Linked DNA regions of Zea mays: all the other regions are linked to region 2. The links are chromatin contacts, called in public Hi-C maps. All regions are on one chromosome and are shown on one strand. Each heading gives the region's core, a stretch centred on a gene start, on an enhancer-like site or on the middle of the called end of the contact. The rest is flanking DNA. Distances are from core to core; before and after follow the strand shown. Region 1 holds the start of LOC103652301 (protein FAR1-RELATED SEQUENCE 4). Region 2 holds the start of LOC103650792 (nuclear transcription factor Y subunit B-1). Region 3 has its middle 120 kb from the start of LOC103652297.

Evidence for each region. Hi-C and Micro-C count contacts between places; a contact is called where the count stands out from the background.
Region 1: a contact with region 2 is called in a Hi-C map of ear, with 2.8 times the contacts expected there. The contact joins the promoter of LOC103652301 here to the promoter of LOC103650792 in region 2. A contact is called at or near these places in 6 of 25 Hi-C or Micro-C datasets (ear, leaf, tassel and 1 more).
Region 3: a contact with region 2 is called in a Hi-C map of tassel, with 2.0 times the contacts expected there. The contact joins the enhancer-like site here to the promoter of LOC103650792 in region 2. A contact is called at or near these places in 3 of 25 Hi-C or Micro-C datasets (ear, leaf and tassel).

What each region holds. Positions count from the first base shown.
Region 1 is chr3:156,727,975-156,731,397 of Zm-B73-REFERENCE-NAM-5.0, reverse strand. LOC103652301 (protein FAR1-RELATED SEQUENCE 4) reads right to left here and starts at 1,356. Exons shown (of 8, transcript XM_008677915.2): 1 at 1,093-1,356. The coding sequence starts at 1,356.
Region 2 is chr3:156,570,990-156,574,657 of Zm-B73-REFERENCE-NAM-5.0, reverse strand. It overlaps LOC103650792 (nuclear transcription factor Y subunit B-1), which reads right to left and starts at 1,946. Exons shown (of 1, transcript XM_008676358.2): 1 at 729-1,946. The coding sequence starts at 1,608. The coding sequence ends at 1,069.
Region 3 is chr3:156,412,670-156,416,655 of Zm-B73-REFERENCE-NAM-5.0, reverse strand. No RefSeq gene overlaps it. Among protein-coding and RNA genes, the nearest start is that of LOC103652297, 120 kb to the left of the region's middle. Within about 2 kb of position 2,020, at least 11 of the 20 cell types and tissues checked have an H3K27ac peak or open chromatin away from gene starts, as enhancers often do. A contact at or near this core is called in ear and tassel, where this site is marked.

The DNA of each region.
Region 1 (3,423 bases), core at 107-2,606, 160 kb before region 2:
GAGCAACCTTATTTAGCTAAAACCCTAAGACATTACGCTAATGGGCCTTATTATCAGGCTGGTAGTACCAGTCGTGCAACCCACAACTAAAACACCCCACATCTTAAACAGTCGTGCAGCCCAGGGAAACTAAACGTCTCCACTCAAACTGGACGACTAATCAGAGGATCGGACAATTAGTCGAACTGATCGGATCGGACTCTGGTTGCGCAGAACCGACTAGCCAGACTAGTCGAACGACTTAACGTTATTGTGGGGGCACACACAGATAGATATTTATATATAGGAACTAGCAGTATATAGAGAATATAAATTATCATAGAGGAAGGTACAAACAAAAGCATTGACGTACAAAATGTAGAGGATAAAGAGATGGTCTAGAGGGGGAAAAGATTACGTCATTTCAAAGAAAGACGACAGAGAGAGCTAGCTAGCTAGTATTCGGCTATGGTCATGTGGTAAATGATTGGTGCCTGCCTGCCTGCCTCCTCCATTCATAAATGAGCGCGTCCTGAATCTTCGCCGCTTGATCGACGGCACGTCAACACTGCACCTAATCTCGGCGCTCATTATTGGCTAGCAGTAGCAAGAAATGTTCTAACGAGGGAGGCAGCAGCTTGATCTATATGATCTAACGAGAGTATTGTAGTGATAGAGCAGGTGACCGACCAGGTGGCGGAAACAGAACCGAGCGTGAAAATCCAAATATGTCGAGGCGCAAGAGTACATGGGAGAAAGCTGAAGCAAGCCCAACAAGTCAAAAGCCCATGGGATATGATGATTAAGACCTTGACGGGAATCAGATATGATGATTAAGGATTTGCTTAGTTGTAAGTAGATTTAAAAAGAATAAATCATATTCTATTTAATTTTAACTAGAAAAGAATTTAATCTCCTCTAGTTTACTTCCTTTTGTCTAGAAATACACCTGGAATTATTCCAACTGACCAAAACTTATAAATGAGACAAGCAATCTGTTCCAAACAGCGATTCCATAAGAACAGAACGAGCCCTAAAACTTTACTCGGTTGCATAAAGATCTAAATTTTTTTAAGATAATTAATTTTTTTTCTATTTAATTTTAACTAGCACAAGCTTTAATCTCGGAGATGCAGCCGCGGTAGAAAGCGTGCACGCTGCCGGCAGCACCACGCGCGGCCGCGGGATCAAACAGACGCTGCACTCGGTCTCGTCGTCACCACCCGTCGCACCACCGTCGTCGCCGACCTCCTTGCACATACACACCGTCACGAGCACCTGGGCCGCGTCGTAGCGCACGTGCCGCTTCACCTCCAGCAAGATATCAACGGCGGCGTGGCGGGCCCGCAGCCACGGGCGTGCGAGGAAGGACGCCATGTCCTCGGGCAGGATGGACTCCCACTAAGCGTCGGATCGGATATGCATGGATGGTAGCAGCTCGATCTATCTAAAGAAGAAAACGAACCTAGCAAGCTGAGAGCTTCAAGGTCCGTCAGAGAAACACAATGAAACCTATGTTCATTGCTCTCAACCGGTTAACGCAGCTAGTGAGCAGAGCAGAGCAGAGCAGGCATATGCAAATGGATGAAGCAATTCATGAGTCTCGTCTCTTACGCACTAGCCATTGAGTGACAAATAATTTGTCGAGTGTTTTCTTTCAAGCACTCTTTACAGAGTATCAAAAAAAATCATCGGTAAATAAATACTCAGCAAAAAGTTTCTTTGCCAAATGTTTTTTAACACTTGATAAAAAAGCTATTTGTCGAATGTTTTTTTTTCACACTAGCAAAAAGCTTCTTTGCCAAGTGTTTTTCTCAACACTAGGCAAAGACAATTTAAAAATTACATTTTAAAGCAGTAAATAAATTCAAATGAAAAAATGTAACTAGAAATTTGTATAACTCATCAAGATGTACAATTTATATTTTGATCATTTCTTCATATGACAAAATAAAAATAAATTTGTTTATAAAACCTATCTCCCTCGTAGTTTATGAAACTACAAGAGAGATGTACGAGATTTATAAATAATGTTATAACCATAATGTGAGATAAATAAATGACCAAACAACCAATAAGTCCAGATCTCGATACTATACAATATATATATATATATATATAGATCTCGATACTATACAATATATATATATATATATATATATATATATATATATATATATATATATATATATATATATATATATATATATATATATATATATATATATATATATATATATATATATATAACCCAAAGGATAAAGATTAATGTTCTTGGATCCAGTGGCCTGCACTTTCAATCACATGGCGTCGTCGTCAAAATTGGCCAAATAAAACTGATCCAGCGCGGGATCGTCGTCGTCGAAATTGGCTAAATACTGCTGCAGCGCGTCGTCGTCGAAATTGGCAAAATAATGCGCATCCATGTCGCCGTCGAAATACTGCTGCAGCTCGGGATCCAGATATTTGGCCACGTCGTCTCGGCACAGCGGGCACGTCGACTTCCGGCCGAACCACTCGGAGATGCAGTGGCGGTGGAAGGCGTGCGCGCAGGCCGACAGCTCCACGGCCTCGCTCTCGCGCAGCGCGACCAAGCAGATGCTGCACTCAGCCTCGGCGTCACCTCCCACCGCACCGCTGCCGCCGTCGATGTCGCTGGACTCCTTACACGTCGTCATGAGTATCTGGGCGGCGTCGTGGCACACGTGCATCTCCACCGCCAGCAATATCTCGGCGGCGGCGTGGCGGGCCCGCAGAACCGGGTCCACAAGCAAGGACACCTTTTCCTGGGGCAAGATGGACTCCCACTCGCGGTCCGTGAGGCCCAGACGCTGCAGCGGCAGGGTCGACTTCAGCAAGCCGCGGAGCACGTCGCGGACGCCATCCTCATCGTCCGGAAGCGCAAGGCAGCTTGTGTCGGCGTCCCTGCGGCGGTACATGAACACCCGGTTGGGCCGCCCATTGCCTATGTTGACGATCAGAGTCACGTAGCACCTAAGGTGCAACGCGAACCCGCGCTCGCCGCTCGTCGTCGTCTGCCGCGGAAAGAACTCTATGCCTGTCGCGTACGCCTGGATGCTGCGTTCTGCTGTCAGGGACGAGCCGATCCCGGTCGTTCCTAGCGCCTCCATTCGTCTACCACCAGGCAGCAGCGAGCTACTTGCAACAAGGAAGTTCCGAGTTGATCGTACGTTGAAGGAGAGTTGCGGTAGCTTCCGTCGATAGCCTCCCATTTATATAGGGGGGGCTGGTGCATGTCCGCGCGCGACAACCGTTATCTAGTTTCAGACTATTAGTTTCAGTTTGTTTGTTGCAGATAATTCAGTTAGGAATTTGAGATTATCTACTAGTTTGTTTAGATTTTGCATTGCTGGGACAGCAAATGAATCTGATCGGGTCCGAGTCCGATCGAGAATTAACAGTCCTGCCATGTGCCAGCTGTGG
Region 2 (3,668 bases), core at 697-3,196:
CAAAAAAACTGAGAGATGCGTACAAATGCTAGATCTCAGCAGCTTCTTCTCGTTCAACGATATATACTCCCTCCGTTTCTTTTTATTAGTCGCTGCATAGTGCAAAATTGCACTATCCAGCGACGACTAATAAAAAGAAACGGAGGGAGTACTAGCTAGAGCGCGGAATAGATTGTGCAAAACACTGAAAAGAAAACGAAATAACTGTCATATACGACAAGCTTATATGCATCTAGCAGCTAGAAATTGTCGCCAACAACGATGAGTAATATTTGTACCACACAGTCGCTGCAAAGCAATGTAACGAACACCATGCGTGGATCTTGCATACATAGCAGCAAGTAGAGCTAGCAATGTTTGTTTTGTATGAAGCAGCAGCGCACTGCATTGCTATTAGTTTAGGCGGTGTTTGGTTCTTGTAGTCATCCTTCTAAACTTTAGAGACTAATAAACTTTACTCCCTAGAAATCATACTTGAAAACGTACTATTTTTGACATTCATTTGGTATTTTAGGGACTAAAAATAACTAAGACATGGAACCAAACACCCCCTTAATCTGCCACTTAATCTGTCACCAGGACTCTAGTGGTACGGGGGAAATCTCGGATGTAATGCATGAGCTATAGGCTATAGCTAGCATCATGCATCCCCTTATTAGTGTGCTGGACATGTTGCCTAATCAAGCCAATTAATCATTGATGAACTATGTATATACAAGAAAGAAACATTAGGAGCAAAAAAAAACACTAATAATTAAGCAGCAAGCAGCTAGAGTTCACCGATATATATGGTACCTCATCATCGGTAACCGTATCATCCCAACCCCCAATTCCTTCTTCACCGATACATGCGTACTGTTGTGACTAGCTAGCGCTAATAAAGAGATAGATATAGCTTGCAAGAATTTGGATTGGATATACGATACGACGACGACGACTCACCTGTCCCAAAAAAAATGAGTAGCAGTAGTAGAAATCAATAAGCTAATTAAGCTAGCTCGTCGCAGGTAGCTTTTGTTGTTGATCTGAATCTGATGAGTAATAACAAGCAAGATGAGGAAGGATGGATTAAAAGGGCCTGGCGCCGGCGGATGAGTTGTTGTCGGGCCGGTCCATGGCGGCGCCGAACATGAAATGACCGGCTGATGCGGCGCTGGGGCTGGGACCGGCGGCGGCCGAGGCGGACGCGGGGTCTGCGGCGCCGGCCGGTCCGCCTCCGCCTCCGCGGGAGGACGCGGCGCGGTCGCCCTCGAGCTCGCGGTACTTGTGCAGGTACCTGCGCATGGGGTCGACGTAGTCGTCGAAGCCGAGCGCGCCGAAGGCGCAGCAGACGTCGTCGCCGTTGACGGTCTTGCGCTTCTCCTTGTGGCACTTGTCGGAGGCCTCGCCCGTGACGAAGCTGATGAACTCGGACACGCACTCCTGCATCGTCTCCTTGGCCTCCTTGGAGATCTTGGCGTTGGGCGGCAGGATCTGCTTCATGATGCGGCCGACGTTGGCGATGGGCAGCAGCCGGTCCTGCTCCTTGATTACCTCCAGCTGGTCCCCCGCGCCGCCGGGCCCGTCCGGCGGATGCCCGTGGTGGTGGTGGTGGTGGTGATCGGCCATGCCGTCTCCGTACGTCGTCGCCTTCGTTTGATTTCCTCTCTCTCTCTCCCGGGCAGCTCTCTTTCTCTCTCGCGCGCGTGCGTGTTAGTTGTTGGCTGTGTCACGGTCGGTCTGTCGCTGACGATCCATCGCGGTCGGGGCCTCTCTTTGTGCTTGTGCCGGCGTCTGTCGATCTCTTTCTTGTTTTATTGGTGCGAGAGAGAGACGTACGCTTGCATTGGGAGAGTGGACTAGTAGTAGTGGTGTGGCAGCCCGATGCATACATACATACATAGAGTGTGTGTGTGTGTTGCGTACAGGTGCCCACAGGAGTACATGGCAGGCACACACGAGAAGGCCATATTGGTAGCAGAAGAGCTGCTTGTTCGTCTCCGTCCGTCCGTCCGGCCGTGATCCGTGCGAGTGGCCCGTGCTCTGCTCTGCCGCGGGGATCCGATCCCTAGCTACGGTCGTCGTTGAAAGGTCTCCGGGCGCTCGCCATTCGCTGGCGGCGGGCTCGCTCGATCCGCGTTTAATGTGTGCCTGCCTGCCGTCCGGACTGACACTTGTCCTTCTTCGCTCTATACTACTAGTAGTATAGTAGCAGCAGCAGCAAGCAGGCCAGTAGGCAGTAGGCAGTAGCTAATCAAATGAACCGTACCCCGGCCAGCTAGTAGGCACGTGGCACGGCAGCAGCCCGGCCGGCCGGCGACCGATCGCCCTTTGGCCTTTGCTCTCTCCTCTCTGCATGCTGGCTGTGCCTGTGCCTGGCCTTCTTCATCCCTGTTTCCCGTACGCCGGCCTCCGGCGGGCCTGGACGGACGACGTCGACGACGGGTTCGCTGCATGCGTGCTCGAGTGCGAGACCTGTGCACCACCCTACTACAGCCAGCTGCCGATCATGGCCGGCCGACCCCGTGCCGTGCCGTAAAAATTTATGGCGTGGGTTGCCGTGCCGCGCGCCTCGTGGGGTGGGGAGCGCGTCCACATGCGCACGTGGTTGATGCGCGCGGGGGAACCACCGCCCGCGTACGTATCGATCGTTGGCCGCAGGAGCAATAGCAAAGCAACCACACGACGACGACGCATCGTACGCGCGCTGCTCGCCAGACGCCTCCTCCCTCCTTCCCTCTCGATCCCTCCATGCACACCATTGAGCATATATTTAATACATGCTCTAGCTTGTATGTACTCGTGTGTGCTTGACCTGTTGTGGCACATATTCTTCTCTTTGTTCTTTAGCTCCAAGGGCCGCGGAACTGGGGCGTGCACTTGCCTTGCTTCCTGGTGGTTCCTTCACCTAGCTAGCTGCTACAGCCACGAGAGGGGTCACATCAACTCCGTCTCTTAATTTGTACTCATCGTTTCCTCCACATATGGCTGCATATACACCAACGACGCAGCCTCTCCCTCCTCAATAAATAAAATGTAATATCGTGTTTGGTTTGATAAACGAGTAAGTCTATATCATTCCTACTTATTTTAGATGGAGTGATTCCTCAAACCAAACAACCTCTAAATTTAGTGCAATGAACACATTTCTCGTATTATTACTAATAAATCATGTCCGTTTCTCAAATTTGGTGGGATGACCTCATTCCTCGTATTAGTACGAACTAACTAACTATGAGGAGGAATCAGGTGGTGATGGATCAACTTATTCTGTTCCACAAACCAAACAAAAAAAATAAGGAGTGATCAGATGATTTACTAGCTCATTCTTCAAACCAAACACCCTATTAAGGATTGGACCCATGACGATGCAATACTTCATCTAAAATGGATTGATTCTTCCAACCAAACCTCTCCTAAGAGTCTTTGTCAGTTCTCCACTCATCGTTGCGTGTGAAATTAGAGATCGCGACGTTTATTTACCGCGCCTCCGGGAGCAGGCGATTACTCACAAGTAAACAATGTTTGTCGTGATGTGTACAATTAACATCACGGATCGGAGGTGGTTAAAAGATCTCAATAACCCGTCGCATCAGATGCGCAAGTATGTGAGGTATCACTTCGATTTGAAAGCTTCTGCTTGGGTGCATGAACCAATGGAAAATCGAGCATATATATATCATTGTTTC
Region 3 (3,986 bases), core at 771-3,270, 160 kb after region 2:
TATTGATGGCGACTGCTGCTTTAGTTTAACTTGCATTACTAGTATTATTCGGAAGGTTTGGTAGCGGCCGCGCAGTTAGTTTAACATTTAAGTTCCATTGTCTTTGCAACTAGCTAATCCATACTAGCTCCCTTGCCTGCAAATTAAATTATGAACGGCTCCTCTACCGTTCCATTGTCTCCACGGCTACCATGTGGAGCCAGATCACAGCAGGTCCACACGTCAGCCGCTCGGCTACCGCAACGTTACGACAGAGGATCCTGCCGGCTATAAATTGTAGGTCGTCTAAACACATTTTAATTTTAAAACTTATATTGTTAATATTTACGGCAACATATCAGATGCAGCCGGATCTGTTTGTGTAGCCCGTGCAACGAGGACATAACGTGGAGATAGGAGGATCTTTTTTAAATATCTACGAAGATTTATTTAAAAAGAATATTTTTAAGGTGAAGTTTGATTTGTATCGTTCTTTTAAAAATATCTTTTCATTGTCTCTCTTTAAGACATCATGGTTCTTTTACCGCGTCGTGGTGGCTCCCACCTTGAGGTGGTAATAGACCATGATCTAAATATTTCTTTATAATTTAATTGAACCCTTCATTATTTTACTTCCAAATTAATAGAAATATAGTCATATTCTTAAAGCTTAGGGCTCGTTTGGGAGAAGGATAATGGAGGGGACTCAGGACACCAAAATCTCTTACTATTCAAAATTGAATAGTAAAGGATTTTGGTCCCTTCAATCCTCCTCCATTACACTTACTCCCAAACAGTGTAAAATTCAGAGCTACCTCTGCTCCCATCTCAACGGCTTGGGTGTCTCCTCCCGGGCGATAGATCCCCTCCTCTGGTGAGGCCTCCTCGACGCGGCGACAAGGCCTTCATGGCACGGGTGGCTACTCGCCGGTGGTGGCTCGCTCGATCGACTCCTCTTTGGCTCCCCCCCAACGTGGTGGTCTCGTTCCCTCCTCTAGCGAGGACGAGAGGTGGGTTTCTCCCGTCGTGGACTGCTTCTTGCAATTGTAGGCGCGATCGTGTCGTCCCCTTCGATGCACGTTTCTTGCCGGGCATAGCTAGCTCGGCGCAAGGCATGGCCACGTTATTCTCCTCTGTTTTTTTATTTGTCGCGGTTTAGTTTAAATATTCAAGAACGGAGGTAGTATCTAGGTGGACAGCGGAAAAAGATTGGATACCACGTGTTATTGTTTGTTGCGATGAATTTAAAGACTGATTTGAGGGTTTTTTTTGTTGGACTAGATAAAAAAATCAAGTCCCTCGAAAATAAAAAAAGAGCACTAAAACCAAGTCTCTCCAAGCTGTGAGCCTGTGTCGACTAAGGCTGGCCACAGCGCTCGCCGCGCGGCCGCCCCCTCCCCTAGAATGGCGGCTACAGGGGCGCCCCTGCGCCCGCAGCGCGGCCCCCTGCGAGGCCCCCCACGCGTGGGAGATGAACAGGACTCCGCTGGCTGTAGCGTGTGTCCTCGGACCCCCTATGCACTGTTCATTTGTACGGTGGTTGTTTAATAGGTGAAGAAAAAATGGTAATAGATGATGAATAGGGTTGGATAGTGATATTTTATAGTTGTAGTGGGGTATAGGGGGAGTATTTAGGGGTAACCGCTGCGGGACATGAAAAAATAGGGGGTGAAATGTTGATGATGTGACGCAAAAAAGTGATATAGGGGGAAAAATTTAGAGGGAACCGCTGCGGATAGCCTAAGGAAGAAAGAAGAGGCGTTCCAGATTGGCAGCGAGAGAGGAAAAAGAAAAGGGCTGTCTAATCATCTGTGGTGGCGTACACAACACACGACACGAGCCTGCAATGTCCAAACTGTTGATTGATTGATCTCGATCGATGCATGCTGCTCTTGCAGCCTTCTTGGCGCCATGGTAATGGCCAATGGCATGATCGTCTCGCCGGCGTCTCTGTTCCTGTTCCTGCACGTACACTGCCAGTGGGTGTGGCCGGCCTGTAGCTGCGTTGCAATGCAAAGCATGCTGGTGCTGGCATGGCATGCAGCCGGGCCGCCGCGGAGAAATGAAATCAGATCGAGATCGAGCAGCTAGTAGCTGGGCCCCCGGCCCGGGAGTAGTTAGCGGTGATTAACTTCCGGCGGAATGGCAGCAAGTGTACTAGGACATTGATTGGGTCAGGGTCTCAGGGATTCAATCAAAATGAATGCGTGCCTGACACCAAACAGTCCTCTCTCTGGCTTATACTCTCTGCGTTGCATACATTGTTTCTACGGTGGTGTATCAATGCGTTCATCGCAATATTTGCATGAGTAGTAATTACGCATGAATACTCAGGGTGTTATCTTAACCTTTTTTTTAAATGATATATATCATAGGAAAAGTTATTTTTTAAAACACCTCGTTTAGTCACACCAGTCTCTCACCCGGTCAAAGTGTAATCCTTTAAGGCATGTTTGCGAGTAAGGAGAATAGAAGGGTATTTTAGACGCTCTAGTCCCCTCTATTCACCTGGCTCCCAAACAAGACCTTAGAGAAATAGGAAATCCGTCCATTTGTCACTCCTCGGTGTTGTCGGGGACCATAATTAGGGTACCCTAAGACTCCTAAACTCGGCTGATAATCACCATCAGCACAAGCTGCAAAAGCCTGATGAGCGCAATTCAGGTCAAGGCTCCGTCCACTCAAGGGACACGATCTCGCCTCGCCCGAGCCCAGCCTCGGGCAGGAACAGTAGACCTAGGCGGATTCACGCCTCGCCCGAGGGCCTCCTCAAGCAACGGGCGCACCTTCGACTCGCCCGAGGCCCAGCTCGGGCAGGCTTCGCAGTGAAGCAACCTTGGCCAGATCGCCTCGCCAACCGACCGTATCGCAGGAGCATTCAATGCAAGGATCGCCTGACACCTTATCCTGACGCGCGTTCCTCAGTCGGCAGGGCCGAAGTGACCGCAGTCACTTCGCCCCTCCACTGACTGACCTGACGGGAAAACAGCGTCGCCTTTCCTGCTCCGACTGTTGTGCCACCCGCCAGGGTGAGGCTGACAGCAGCCGAGTCCAGCCTCAGGCGCCATAGGAAGCTCCGTCTCGCCCGACCCCGGGGCTCGGCCCCCGCCTCAACCTCGGAAGACGGTCTCCGCCTCGCCCGACCCCAAGACTCGGCCCCCGCCTCGACCTCGGAAGACGGTCTCCGCCTCGCCCGACCCCAGGGCTCGGACTCAACCTCGACCTCGGAAGACGGTCTCCGCCTCGCCCGACCCCAGGGCTCGGACTCAACCTCGACCTCGGAAGACGGTCTCCACCTCGCCCGACCTCAGGGCTCGGCCTCAACCTCGACCTCGAAGGAGTCACCGCCTCGCCCGACCTTGGGCTCGGACCGACCACGTTGCAGGAGGGTACATCATTACCCTACCCCCTAGCTAGCTCAGGCTACGGGGAACAAGACCGGCGTCCCATCTGGCTCGCCCCGGTAAACAAGTAATGATGGCACCCCGCATGCTCCCATGACGACGGCGGTTCTCAGCCCCCTACGGAAGCAAGGAGACGTCAGCAAGGTCCTGATAGCCCCGACAGCTGTGCTTCTACAGGGCTCAAGCGCTCCTCCGACGGCCACGACATCATATGCACAGGGCACTAACACCTCTCCGACAGCCACGTCGGCATGTACATAGGGCTCTGGCTCCTCTCTGCCGGGCACGTTAGCATATTGCTACACCCCCATTGTACACCTGGGCCCTCTCCTTACATCTATAAAAGGAAGGTCCAGGGCCCTCGTACGGGGAGGTGGCCGCGCGGGAGGACGGGCTGACGGACAGGCTCTCTCTCTCTCCCTCGCGAACGCTTGTAACCCCCTACTGCAAGCGCATCCACCCTGGGCACAGGACAACACGAAGCCGTGGTTTTCCCCCTCCTTGTGTTCCGTCTCGCGCCGACCCATCTGGGCTGGGGCACGCAGCGACAATTTACTCGTCTATCCAGGGACCCCCCGGGGTCGAAACGCCGACAGTTGGCGC